2 separate regions of the Cricetulus griseus genome follow, and region 2 is linked to region 1. The links are chromatin contacts, called in public Hi-C maps. All regions are on one chromosome and are shown on one strand. Each heading gives the region's core, a stretch centred on a gene start, on an enhancer-like site or on the middle of the called end of the contact. The rest is flanking DNA. Distances are from core to core; before and after follow the strand shown. Region 1 overlaps LOC118238777 (a long non-coding RNA gene). Region 2 has its middle 140 kb from the start of Zc3h12c.

The links. A called contact is a pair of places that touch in the nucleus more often than the background predicts.
Region 2: a Hi-C map of the CHO-K1 cell line shows a contact between it and region 1, with 4 times the contacts expected there. The contact joins two enhancer-like sites. A contact is called at or near these places in 2 of 8 Hi-C or Micro-C datasets (the CHO-K1 cell line and fibroblasts).

What each region holds. Positions count from the first base shown.
Region 1 is chr4:163,807,277-163,813,165 of CriGri-PICRH-1.0, forward strand. LOC118238777 (a long non-coding RNA gene) reads left to right here. Exons shown (of 2, transcript XR_004769868.1): 2 at 81-502. Among named protein-coding and RNA genes, the nearest start is that of Zc3h12c, 66 kb to the right of the region's middle. Within about 2 kb of position 2,800, at least 2 of the 6 cell types and tissues checked have open chromatin away from gene starts, as enhancers often do. A contact at or near this core is called in the CHO-K1 cell line and fibroblasts, where this site is marked.
Region 2 is chr4:164,011,030-164,017,065 of CriGri-PICRH-1.0, forward strand. No RefSeq gene overlaps it. Among named protein-coding and RNA genes, the nearest start is that of Zc3h12c, 140 kb to the left of the region's middle. Within about 2 kb of position 3,187, at least 2 of the 6 cell types and tissues checked have open chromatin away from gene starts, as enhancers often do. A contact at or near this core is called in the CHO-K1 cell line and fibroblasts, where this site is marked.

The DNA.
Region 1 (5,889 bases), core at 1,550-4,049:
CCCCCACACACACACCATTTGCTTTTGGTTTTCCTCTTGCTGTTATTCTCTTTCCTATACTTTTTCACTGTCTTTCCTAGGAACAGACCTCAGGAGATGGACCAGGACTTGGGATGTCTGCCGACCCTGCAGTCCTTAGCCAGCTAGCATCTGCTGAGCTTCGCTTTTAGATGCCATTTTCTCAAACAGATGCTGGAAGGCACTGGCTTCTGGAAATCCCCCTGAACATCCCACCCCTGCTTTTTATTATTATTATTAATATTATTCTGCATGACTAGCTCATAAGATGGAATCTAAGGGGACAATTATCAAGACTTTTCCACTTTTTAAAAAATGTATGTGACTTATCTTTGGCTTTCATTTAAGAGCAGTCTTGGTGGCAGGCATCTCCCTCTGTGTATACTCCTGTGGAATCTGCAGAAACCGATATGGCATACCCCCTCCTGTCTAGGCTGTTTGTATAATTGTATATAAATGTAGCAATAAATATATTCTAACATCATCTGGTGCCTGGATTCCCACTTCGTTTTGCACCTCGGTGGCAGACAGTGAGGGTCACCCTTTTACCGACACTGCCCTGCTGGCCACTGGGACTTACCTGACCCATCTGAGTTTCTCATCTTTCACCAAGTGAGCGTTACTAAGAAGCAAGCCAGCATTTGGAGAAAGGATGAGGAGGTTTGGTAGCAGAGCTAGGACACGACACGGCATTAGTAATTCATGCGATGGCACCGGTCCTGGCTGGGGGAGGTTTGAATGTGCAAGGACTGAAGCATTGGGTGACAATTTGCAGTGTGACTCAGCCATCTGACATTAGGGTGACTATTCAGATAGCTGAGTCACATTGCAAACTGTCACCTTAAGAATATGCCATGCTGCAACAATGTGGTGAATGTGACAGGTACTTGCCAGGCACAAAGGTAGACTTTAAGGGTTTTCATAAAACCACGCAAAAAAAATGCCACGTTAGAATTTTTTTTTTTTTAATTGGTCGGTGGTTTTCAGAGGTACCAAGGCAATACAGAGGACACACAAGCAGACAGCCCTTTATCTATCTATCTATCTATCTATCTATCTATCTATCTATCTATCTATCTAACATAATACTGTTTACTACCAAGAAATGTTTATTAACACTGTCCTCACACACACTCAAGGTCTTTTGTTATCAGCATTTTTTTTATAACTTAAAGGATAATCGTGCTTTGCGGTGCTGTCTTATCAAATTGTTGATGTTTCTCAGTAGGCCTTGGTCATAAACAGAAATTGGCACACAACCATTCAGTCAGAAAGCAAGGATATGCTGGGCCCCAGATTGAAACACACTATGGCAAGGGAGGGTTCAGAGTCCTTGAAAGACTACTACTTTTTGTGTTTTAAAAGGGGGGGGAAACTGGGGGCTGGAAGCAGCTGGGAGTCATCAGGCTGTGAGTTCTGAACCTTGGCAGTGCTGCAGGACTGTGTGTCACAGCCGTCCTTAATCTCACCTCTTTGCAGACTCCAGAGACTCCAGTCTTCTGCTCAAAGGAAAGCCTGCTCTCCACAGCCAGTGCTACCTTTCTGAGCAGCTTTTCTGGCAGTGACTAGTGACTTGCACAGGCAGAAGCCATCAGAGAAGAGATGGCTGTGGTGGGGTGAGGGGTAATCCCATGGAGAGGCTTCCTGCAAGCAGAGGCCTAAGGATTTCCTCAGGGGGTGGGAAGACGGGAGCCTGTAGTGTGTACTCTGCTATAAATGAGTGGGAATTAGTGACTAGACCTTGGACCAATTGCTCCAGCCAGGGCTTCCTACTCCTCTGCTGTAAAAGGGGCTCCTGGATGGGAGGAGTGAGTCTGACGCCTCCATTTCTACATTTACTTTGTTTGTAATGTGTCATCTTGGAAAAGGGAAAGAAGTTGCCTGTTTTTAATATTAAACAGAAGATGGCTGGATGGCACAGATGGACAGTAGAGCCAGGAGGATTAAAAGTGTTTATGTTCAAATGCCGAAACAAATCAGAGCTTATCAAGTCCAGCCCCCAGTGCAGAGACAACCCTTCAGGCACTCACTGTCCATCCACCCCATGTACAGAGACAGAACAAACACATCAGGTGCTCACTGACCATGATCTAGTAGCTACTTTTCTGACTCTTCTGCACATCATTGGACAAATGGGCTGGAAGTTGATGGCTCAGAAACCCAAAGCCTATAGTGTCACCAGCAGAGGGGAGGAGATGAAGGCTTAATCACCACCAACCCCACAAGCACATGAAGGAACACATGGGTAGGGAGGCTTCCCTTCTCCCCAGAGAACCCGCAGGGGTGAGCATTCAGCCCCTGCCCTAGGATGTGCTCTGCATTTCTTTCCAGGAAGATGGAGGCATTGACTGGAGAGTTTGGGGAGGACCCTGTTTCTCAAGTTTTCTTTTGGTCGAGCTGGTTATCTGCATAGAATCCACAGGTTACCCCCCCCCCCCCGCCCCCATCTCTTGACCACAGGGAGGGTGAGCCTGCCTTGGGATTCAGTGTTAGACAGGAAGTCTGGTTGCCCTAGACAAGGTCTGCGCACTCCAGCAAGGAGCTTCAGTCAGGGTCAAGGTGATCCTCCTGCCATCACCTACTTGATCTTTTGCCCTGTTGCTCAGCTCTGGTTTCTCATTTAATGTACATCAGACTCATCTGGAAGGGTGGCTAAGAAACATGCTGGGCCCCTTTCTCGAGACTTTCTGACAGAGCAGGCCATAGGCCTGGCTGAGGCATCTGCACTTAGCACATTCCTAGATGAGATCAAGGCTCCTTCAGTAGGGACCACACCCAGAAGCACTTCTCTGAGAGAAGGAGTTGCGTTTATTGTTCTCCTCAGACACCACAAGAACCAAATGTTCTCTAGGCTGAGTCAGCTGGGTGACATTTGCTAAATGGCCAGTGACCATTCCCTGGTCAGCATGAGTAACTCTTACAAATCAATATCCTCTCCTAGCCATGGCCTTGGGGACAAACAAGTGGTTATGGATTACACTCACTTCAGACTGGGTAGAACATCAGATAAATGGATGCCAACTGGACATCGGTTCTGAAATGGCAATTTAAGAACAGAGTCCCATTTTCCCTCAATAAAACCATAGACAGAGCCCTGTGCACAGATAAACAAACATGTACCAGGCCTTAAAGCAAGGAGGGGAGAAGCGGGTTATATGAGATTTTCATTGAATTATAAAAGACAAACATTCACACATCAGGAGACAGCATGACAAGTCCTCACAATGGGAATGCATCTGAGGAATCAGCAGAAGGGGGGACACCCGGCAGGTGCCCTTCCCTGAAACAGGTATCAGCTCCAGCAGATCTCATTTACTTGTCATCCATGTAGCTGGAGTTCATCTGCATGCATTCTTCAGTGTCTTGATTTGACTCAACAGACACATTCAAGAATGCCTTCAAATGCCTTTTAACCCCTTTGACTTTAGTGACAACCACACCAAATGTTTCTTCAGCCTTTGCCATCAAGGCAAGCCAGCCAGCCAGCATGCCAAGCCAGCAAGGACTTCCAAAGTCAATCCCAACATGGCTTCTCAGCTAAGCCTCTGCAGGGATCCATGCCTAGACTTCCCAATTTCCTAGTCTTCATGCAATCTGGTCCACTCCGGTGGAAACATCTTTCTTGCCATTCACCCCATTAGTGCCATTGCAAGACTCCACAAGTTGCCTGCAGTACTGTACCCACAACCTCAGATGCCCTTCCTCCTGAGCACTTTTCCACAGTGCTTTGCCCATCACCAGTTTCCACCAGAGTAACACTTTCATCTCCTTCCTAATGTAATACTCAGAAGTAGCTACAGGCCCTCTTTTAGGCACACACAGGGAAACAGTGAACACAGGAACTGTCTGGTGAAGCTGTGCTGGCTAGTTTTGTCAACTTGACACAAGCTAGTTATCCAAGAGAGAGGAACCTCAATTGAGAAAAATGCCTCCATAAGATCTGGCTATGGGCAGGTCTGTAGAGCATTTTCATAATTAGTGATTGATGGGAGGGCCTAGTCCATTGTGGGTGGGGCTATCCCTGGGCTGCTGTCCCTGGGTTCTATAAGGAAGCCGGCTAAGCAGCACCTCTCCATGGCCTCCACATCAGCTCCTGCCTCCAGGCTCCTGTGTTGAGTTCCTGTCCTGACTTCCTTCAACAATGGACTACCATGTGGAAGTGGAAGTCAGATAAAATCCTTTCCTCCCCATGCTTTTGGTCATGGTGTTTCGTCGCAGCAATAATAACCCAAAGTAAGACATTAGTCTATCTCTTCTGCAAAACTATATATAGGTCATGGGTATTTGACAGAAGTTTATCTGACTTGTGAGTCTGATCATCCAAAGCCCCTGGCTCTGTGGTCCTGGTGAGGCCTGGAGTGCCCATCGTACCAAACTTGGCTAAGTGAGGAAGGACTGAGGGCAGGCTCACTTAATAAGTTTCCTCCCAACCCTTCCAAAGATGGCGCCCTGTGACTTAATCATTTCCCACTAAGTCCCACCTCTTAAAGGTCCCATTACCTTCATGTTGCCAAGTTGGGGGCTAAGGTTCCATTACTAGAAACTCAAACCATAACCAAAGCATAGTAGTGTTAGCTTTTCTTTTCTTTTTCTTTGTTTTTGTTTTTTTGAGACAGACAGGGTTTCTCTGTGTAGCTTTGGAGCCTATCCTGGCACTCACTCTGGAGACCAGGTTGGCCTCAAACTCACAGAGATCCGCCTGCCTCTGCCTCCCGAGTGCTGGGATTAAAGGCGTGCATCACCAATGCCCGGCTTAGTGTGAGCATTTCTGGCTGTCCTGGTATCTAGACTCCTTCTTGAGTTCTCAAGGGTCAGGGGACAGACTACCTGCATTCCTGAGGGTGAACATACCTGTGTTCTCACACCTTTAGTGTGTGTATTATCCCCATGGCACCAGGGGACATGTCTGGACACATCCTTGATTGTTAGGATTGGGTGGAACTGATATCCAGGAGGAAAACCAGAGATCCACAAAGCATCTTGCAATGTGTAAAGGACTTCTGTAACCTCAGATATCCATTCATCATGGATGCCAGGTACCTCCTTCCCTCTCCTAGGCTGTGGCCTCTGTGATTGATTCTGTCATGGCTTTGGAGAGGCTGAAATGGCTGGGTGGACTGAGGCCAGGCTGGACTGTAGGCTGTGATCTACATCCCTGGTCCCTTCAGTGGGCCAGTGACTAGCAGGACCAAAGTACAGAAGTGACCAGGTTATAGAGAAGAAGGGATCTGTGTGATATTCAAAGTCTCTTGTTTCTAAACTACAGAATACAGTAATCAGTGGGGTTCCTCACCCCAGAAGTCCTCCATCCATCCACAGGACACTCTCAGGGCCATGGGATGCCTCTGAGTGAATCCATAAGTCCCTGAGCATGTATACTCAGGCCTCTTGCACCCTGAGCCCCATATACTGTCATCACTGAATTTTCCTTCGTGGTGATTGGTCACCCAAGTCAGTAGGTCTGAGGCATTGCCTTTCACTGTCATCACAGGGCTAGCTGTGTCCAGCATTGGTCTGAAATGAAATGCACTCTTAAGTCTCTTGCCAGTTTTTCTGCTGTGTAACTTTGGACACCTCACTTAGATTCTCTGGATTTTAAAATACAAAGAATAAAACATATTGTGAAAGAATTATTTACAACATACATGTTGATTCTAAATGTTTTTCTTCCAATAATATTTGTAAGTTCTCAGTATTCGTTTTCAGTTCTTTTTGAGGACAACAATGTTGTCCATATGTCTTGTTTTCCTGGGGCAGCTGCTCACCCAGCCCTGAGGAGTATTTGTCAGTGCTCTAAAAGCTGAAATGATGTTTGGCACATTCTGAGAAGCCATTGTATTCGGTCAGAAGGAACAGCATTGTTCAAAAGAT
Region 2 (6,036 bases), core at 1,937-4,436, 200 kb after region 1:
AGAGAAGACTGACATGGTGCCAACAGCCAAGTTACTGCGCACCAAAATATGGACACAGACAGCCAGTAAGAGAGTTGAGAGAACACTGGGACCTTTGGAGCACACAGTTGACTGTGGCTGAGAATTTTATGAGATGATGTGGGTAAAGGAGCACCATGGCTCCATTTTCCCTTCTGTTGCACCAAATCAGTGTGTGTGTGTGTGTGTGTGTGTGTGTGTGTGTGTGTGTGTGTGTGTGTGTGTGTGTGTGTTTCTCATAGGCAAAAAACTTTGCAGGTTTTTTTCAGATACTAGGTCATGGATGAAGAAGACTGGTATGTGTGTGTGTTAGGAAAACTTTGCAGGTTTTTTCAGTTACTAGGTGTCATGGATGAAGAATACTGGATGCCAGTTCTTTCAACAGCAGCTCTCTATTTATTCCTGATATTTTTTCTTTCTCATTTACCCAACCAATGTATAATCATTGTAAAATACAGGTAAATGAAATAAAAAATCATCAAATGCTACAATAGTCTACTGTGCAGAAATAAGCATGATCGTCATGTTAATGTACATGAACTCTTCTGTACTCCCCTTTATTCTTTCTTCCCTCATAATTTATCTAATTTACCACCAGAAAAGGATAGCATGTCTTAACAGTAGGTAGATTGAGAAATGGAATTGTTAGCTCTTCCTCACTTTTTATAGTTTTCAAAATCCATTAAAAGAATCAATTTAAAAAAGTCTTTAAAATTACCACCACAGATTCACTTTTAAACAATTATATGTCTTAGACAAATATAGACTGTAATATATATTACTTTAATACATTACCATAATATATATCACAACCTACTTTCTCTAAATGTATAGACTATATTTTCTCTAAATATATAGATACATACACACTCACACACACATACACATTTATGAGGGTTTTTAGACACAAGGTCTCTCTACATAGCTCAGGCTATTTGGGAACTCTCTATGTAGACCAGGCCAGCCTTGAACTCATAGAGATCTGTCTGCTTCTGCCTCCCAAGTGCTGAGATTAAATGTGTATGCCACCATGTCCATGTACTTTAAAACCACATTATACCATTAGCTAATTAAATAATTTCTACAAAATTTACTTCATGTGTTTGAATATTTGCCTGCACACATGTATGTGCACCACATGTGTGCCAGGTACCATCAGAGACCAAAAGAAGGTACCAGATCCCTTGGAAATCCAACTCTGGATGGCTGTGAGCTTGTGGGTGCTTTGAGTTAAACTTGGGTTTTCTGCAAGAGCAGCAGTTGTTCTTAGCTGCTGAGCCATCTCTCTAGCCTTCTAATTAAAAAAAAATTTTTTTTTGGCTCTTGGTTAAAGCTGACTTTGGGGAAGAAAACATAGATGGACCATAGAGCTCAGAAGAGTCTGAGAGACCCCTGGAGGCTCTGAGGGGTGATGCACGCAGAAAAGGAGTCTGTAGAGCCTGCAGTAGCTCTGGAATAATGAAGAAGAGGAAGAGGAGGAGGAGGAAGAAGGGAGGAGGAGGAGGAGGAGGAGGAGGAGGAAGAGGAGAAGGCAAGTCTTATGGGAAGATGCTTTTAAAAGGTGAACTCATGAAATTGGAAAGAAAGATGGCAGAACAGAGCCCTGCAAGGTAGAGAATGACGAATCTATACCCTTCACTGCCATGTCTCAGCCAGCAGGCTGCAAGCATAAAGGTTGTACCCAATAAGCCATGGGACTGCCAACTCGGATGACAGGGAGATGTGCCTGGAGCTCTGGCATAAATAGGTCATTACTGAATAGGATTGGCACTGCTGGCCCCAATATGGGGCTGCTGTGGCTGCAACCAATGCTGCATGCCTTGCTGGGAGATGGAGAGTGAGGGGCAGTGGTGCCTGGGAGGCTCAAGGCAGCAGTCACTGAGGGCAAGGAGGTGTATGGCAGCCAGGACCCTGACTCTGGGCAATAGCAGGATATCCATGTTGATTTCTGTGATCTGTACTGCCACCAGAGATCATAAAAAGGTCTGTGGCACTTGCTAACACTGGAGGCCATGTGGATATCTGTGGTCTGTGCTGTCTCTAGAAAACATGTGGAAGTTCATGATCCATGCTCCCACTGACTGCAAAGGGCACGGAAGCCACTTTTGTGGTAGTATCTATGACTGCAGATTCAACAGCTGAGAGAGAGGGACACAGAAAGCTTCTATAAAAATTTAAACCCCCCTCCAAAGTAAGAGCCTAGACAGCCATCAAAGAGAATTCTTAATAGTTGTGATAAGGATGCTGAAGTGTAGCTTTCCACAATCGATGGCTTCTGCTGGGGTGGGGAAGGACTCAGTTTTCTTTAAGGGACTGACTATTGGGAATTTGACTATGCTCCAGTGAATATATGAGCAATACAAATTGAACTTACTATTCTTTTCTTCTTTTCTTGGGGGGGGATCACAAGGATGGGGGTAGACCTGGAAGGATTGGAAAGTGAGTGTGATTGTGGTGCATGATGTAGAAATATGTTAGAAAAAATAAACTTAACATTGGTATCAAACTCTTTAGACAGTTATGAAAAAATTGAGAACTTTGGCTTGGTCAATGGTAAGACTTCTGCCTGCACTGGCATTGAAAAAATCATTTTCTTTTTATTTCTTCTTTTAAATTTTTTTCCGAGGAATTCTCTCACCAGAAAGAGGTTAGAATAGTTAATGTTATAGTTGAAATATTAAACAACTTAACAGAGTGTTTGGGACATGGCAGACAACTCAATGCATGCTATTTTCTCTTACTTCTCCCTTCTGAACACAGGAACACAAAAGCGACCTTATTTGTTTTCTCAAATTAGACGAATACCTTCTGTATCCTTCTGTATCCTCCCCTCTCCTTCTCCTGTCAGTCCTGCAACATGACGACTCTACCAGCTTGATTAACTAAAAACAAAAACTCCCTTGCTTAGATAAATTTATTTCCTCTCAATTATAATCAGGCATATATTATCTTTTAGCAAGACCTCAATCCAGAAATATTTAAGTGTAACCTGTGTTGGGAATGGTCCTCGGGTCAGCTAGAGAAAAGGATGGTCACACAGGAACCAAGGGACTAAGCTAGCACCGAAGTGGGATTGTTTGGCAAATGATCTCTGCAGTGCTTTGAGAAGCGCTAACTCCCTCCCAGTTCTGCATGGTTGGCACAGAACATTGCATTCCCAGCAGAAACCACAAAGTTTTCATTGGATTACATCATGCTCAATTGTCTTCTTTCTTCTGAGGGCAGAGAGCTAAGATTGAATCTGCCCCAAGAGAGCTAAGATAACATAATGATGTGTTTCTCACTTTTTCTCATGCCCTTGAATGAAAACACACACACACACACACACACACAGAGTATAAACCCTCAAGTGTGAAGAAAGGCTATTTTTGCATTTCTCATTTCAAAAGTCTTTTTATGTGTCACTTAGAGAAAAAAAAATCTAAGTTTGAGGAAAATAATCTAATTTTTGTTATTTAATTTCATTCTTGATTTTTAAAATTGGTTGTGTTCTCTGTTGTATGTGTGTGGGAAATGCGCTGGTTTGTGTGTGTGTGTGTGCAGCAGTGCCTGTGGGAGGAAGTGCATATGCGTGACTTTGAAGACCAGAGTGAAGTCTTTCCTCCATGCTCTCTATCTTTACTCTGTGACAGTCTCTTATCGGAACTGAAGCTTGTGGATTTGTAGCCTTCTGTCAATGAGTTTCAGGGGTCTGTCTCCCTCCCTCTTCTTCCTAGTGTTTGGGTGGTTCCAGGCAAAAGCCACCACACCAGGTTTCTTTCTTTCTTTCTTTCTTTCTTTCTTTCTTTCTTTCTTTCTTTCTTTCTTTCTTTCTTTCTTTCTTTTTTCCTTCCTTCCTTCCTTCCTTCCTTCCTTCCTTTCTTTCTTTCTTTCTTTCTATTATTTAAATTAGAAACAAGCTTCTTTTACATGTCAATCTCAGTTCCCTCTCCCTCCCCTCCTCCCCTTCCTCCCACTAACCCCCCATCCCAATCCCTTTTTGCTCCCCAGGTAGGGTGAGGCCTTCCTTGGGGGGATCTTCAAAGTCTGTCATATCATTTGGAGCAGGGCCTAGACCCTCCCCAGTGTGTCTAGGCTGCGAGAGTATCCCTATATGAGGAGAGGGCTCCCATAGTTCATTTGTGTACTTGGGATAAAAACTGATCCACTACCAGTGGCCCCACAGATTAACTAGATCTCCAAACTGACTTCTTTCTTCAGGGGTTCTGGTACAGTCCTATGCTGGTTTCCCAGCTATCAGTCTGGGGTCCATGAGCGACCCCTTGTTCAGGTCAGCTGTTTCTGTGGGTTTCTCCAGCCTGGTCTTGACCCTTTGCTCATCACTCCTTCCTCTCCGCACCTGGATTCCAGAGTTCAGCTTAGTGTTTAGTTGTGGGTGTCTGCTTCTGCTTCCACCAGCTACTGGATGAAGGCTCTAGGATGGCATATAAAGTAGTCATCAATCTCATAATCGGAGAAGGGCTTTCAAGGTAGCCTTTCGACTATTGCTTAGATTGTTAGTTGGGGTCGACCTTGTAGATCTCTGGACATTTTCCTAGTGCTAGAATTTTCTTTAAAACTATAATGGCTCCCTCTGTGATGGTATCCCTTTCTTGTTCTCCTCCATTCCTCCCCTGACTAGATCTTCCTGTTCCCCCCTGTCCTCCACTCTTTCTTCTAACTCCCTCTCCCCTCCCTCCATGATCCCCATTAGCTTAGGAGATCTTGTCCCTTTCCCCTTCTCCTGGGGACCATGTGTATCTTTCTTAGGGTCTTCCTTGTTTCCTAGCTTCTTTGGCAGTGTGGATTGTAGGCTGCTACTTCTTTGCTCTAGATCTAAAATCCATATATGAGTGAGTACATACCATTTTTGTCTTTCTGTGACTGGGTTACCTCACTCAGGATGGTTTCTTCTAGTTCCATCCATTTGCCTGCGAATTTCAAGATTCCATTGTTTTTTTCTGCTGAGTAGTACTCCATTGTGTAAATGTACCACATTTTCTCCATCCATTTCTCAGTTGAGGGGCATCTAGGTTGCTTCCAGTTTCTGGCTATTACAAATAATGCTGCCATGAACACAGCTGAGCAGATGTCCTTGTTGTATGAATGTGCTTCTTTTGGGTATATGGCTAGGAGTGGAATTGCTGGATCTTGTGGTAGACTGATTCCCATTTTCTTGAGGAGTCGCCATACTGATTTCCAAAGTGGCTGTACAAGTTGGCACTCCCATCAGCAGTGGAGGAGTGTTCCTCTTTCTCTGCATCCTCTCCAGCATAAACTGTCATTTGGTGTTTTTGATTTTAGCCATTCTGACAGGTGTAAGATGGTATCTTAGAGTTGTTTTGATTTGCATTTCCCTGATGGCTAAGGATGTTGAGCACTTTTTTATGTGTCTTTCTGCCATTTTATACTCCTCTATAGAGAATTATCTATTTAGTTCTGTACCCCACTTTTTAATTGGATTAGTTGGTGTTTTGGAGAATAGCTTCTTGAGTTCTTTGTAAATTTTGGAAATCAGCCCTATGTCAGATACGGGGTTAGTGAATATCTTTTCCCATTCTGTGGGCTGGCATTTTGTCTTGCTGACTGTGTCCTTTGCCTTACAGAAGCTTCTCAGTTTCAGGAGGTCCCATTTATTAATTGTTGATCTCAGTGTCTGTGCTACTGGTGTTATGTTCAGGTAGCAGTCTCCTGTGCCAATTTGTTTCAGGGTACCACCTATCTTCTCTTCTAAGAGGTTCAGTGTGGCTGGATTTATGTTGAGGTCTTTGATCCATTTAGATTTAAGTTTTGTGCATGGCGATAAATATGGATCTATCTGCAGTCTTCAACTCACCAACATCCAGTTATGCCAGAACCATTTGTTGAAGATGCTTTCTTTTTTCCATTGTATAATTTTAGCTTCTTTGTCAAAAATCATGTGTTCATAGGTGTGTGGGTTAATATCAAGGTTTTCAATTTGATTCCATTGGTTTACCTGCCTATTTTTTTGTGCCAATACTAAGCAGTTTTCAGGACTATAGCTCTATTCTAGAGCTT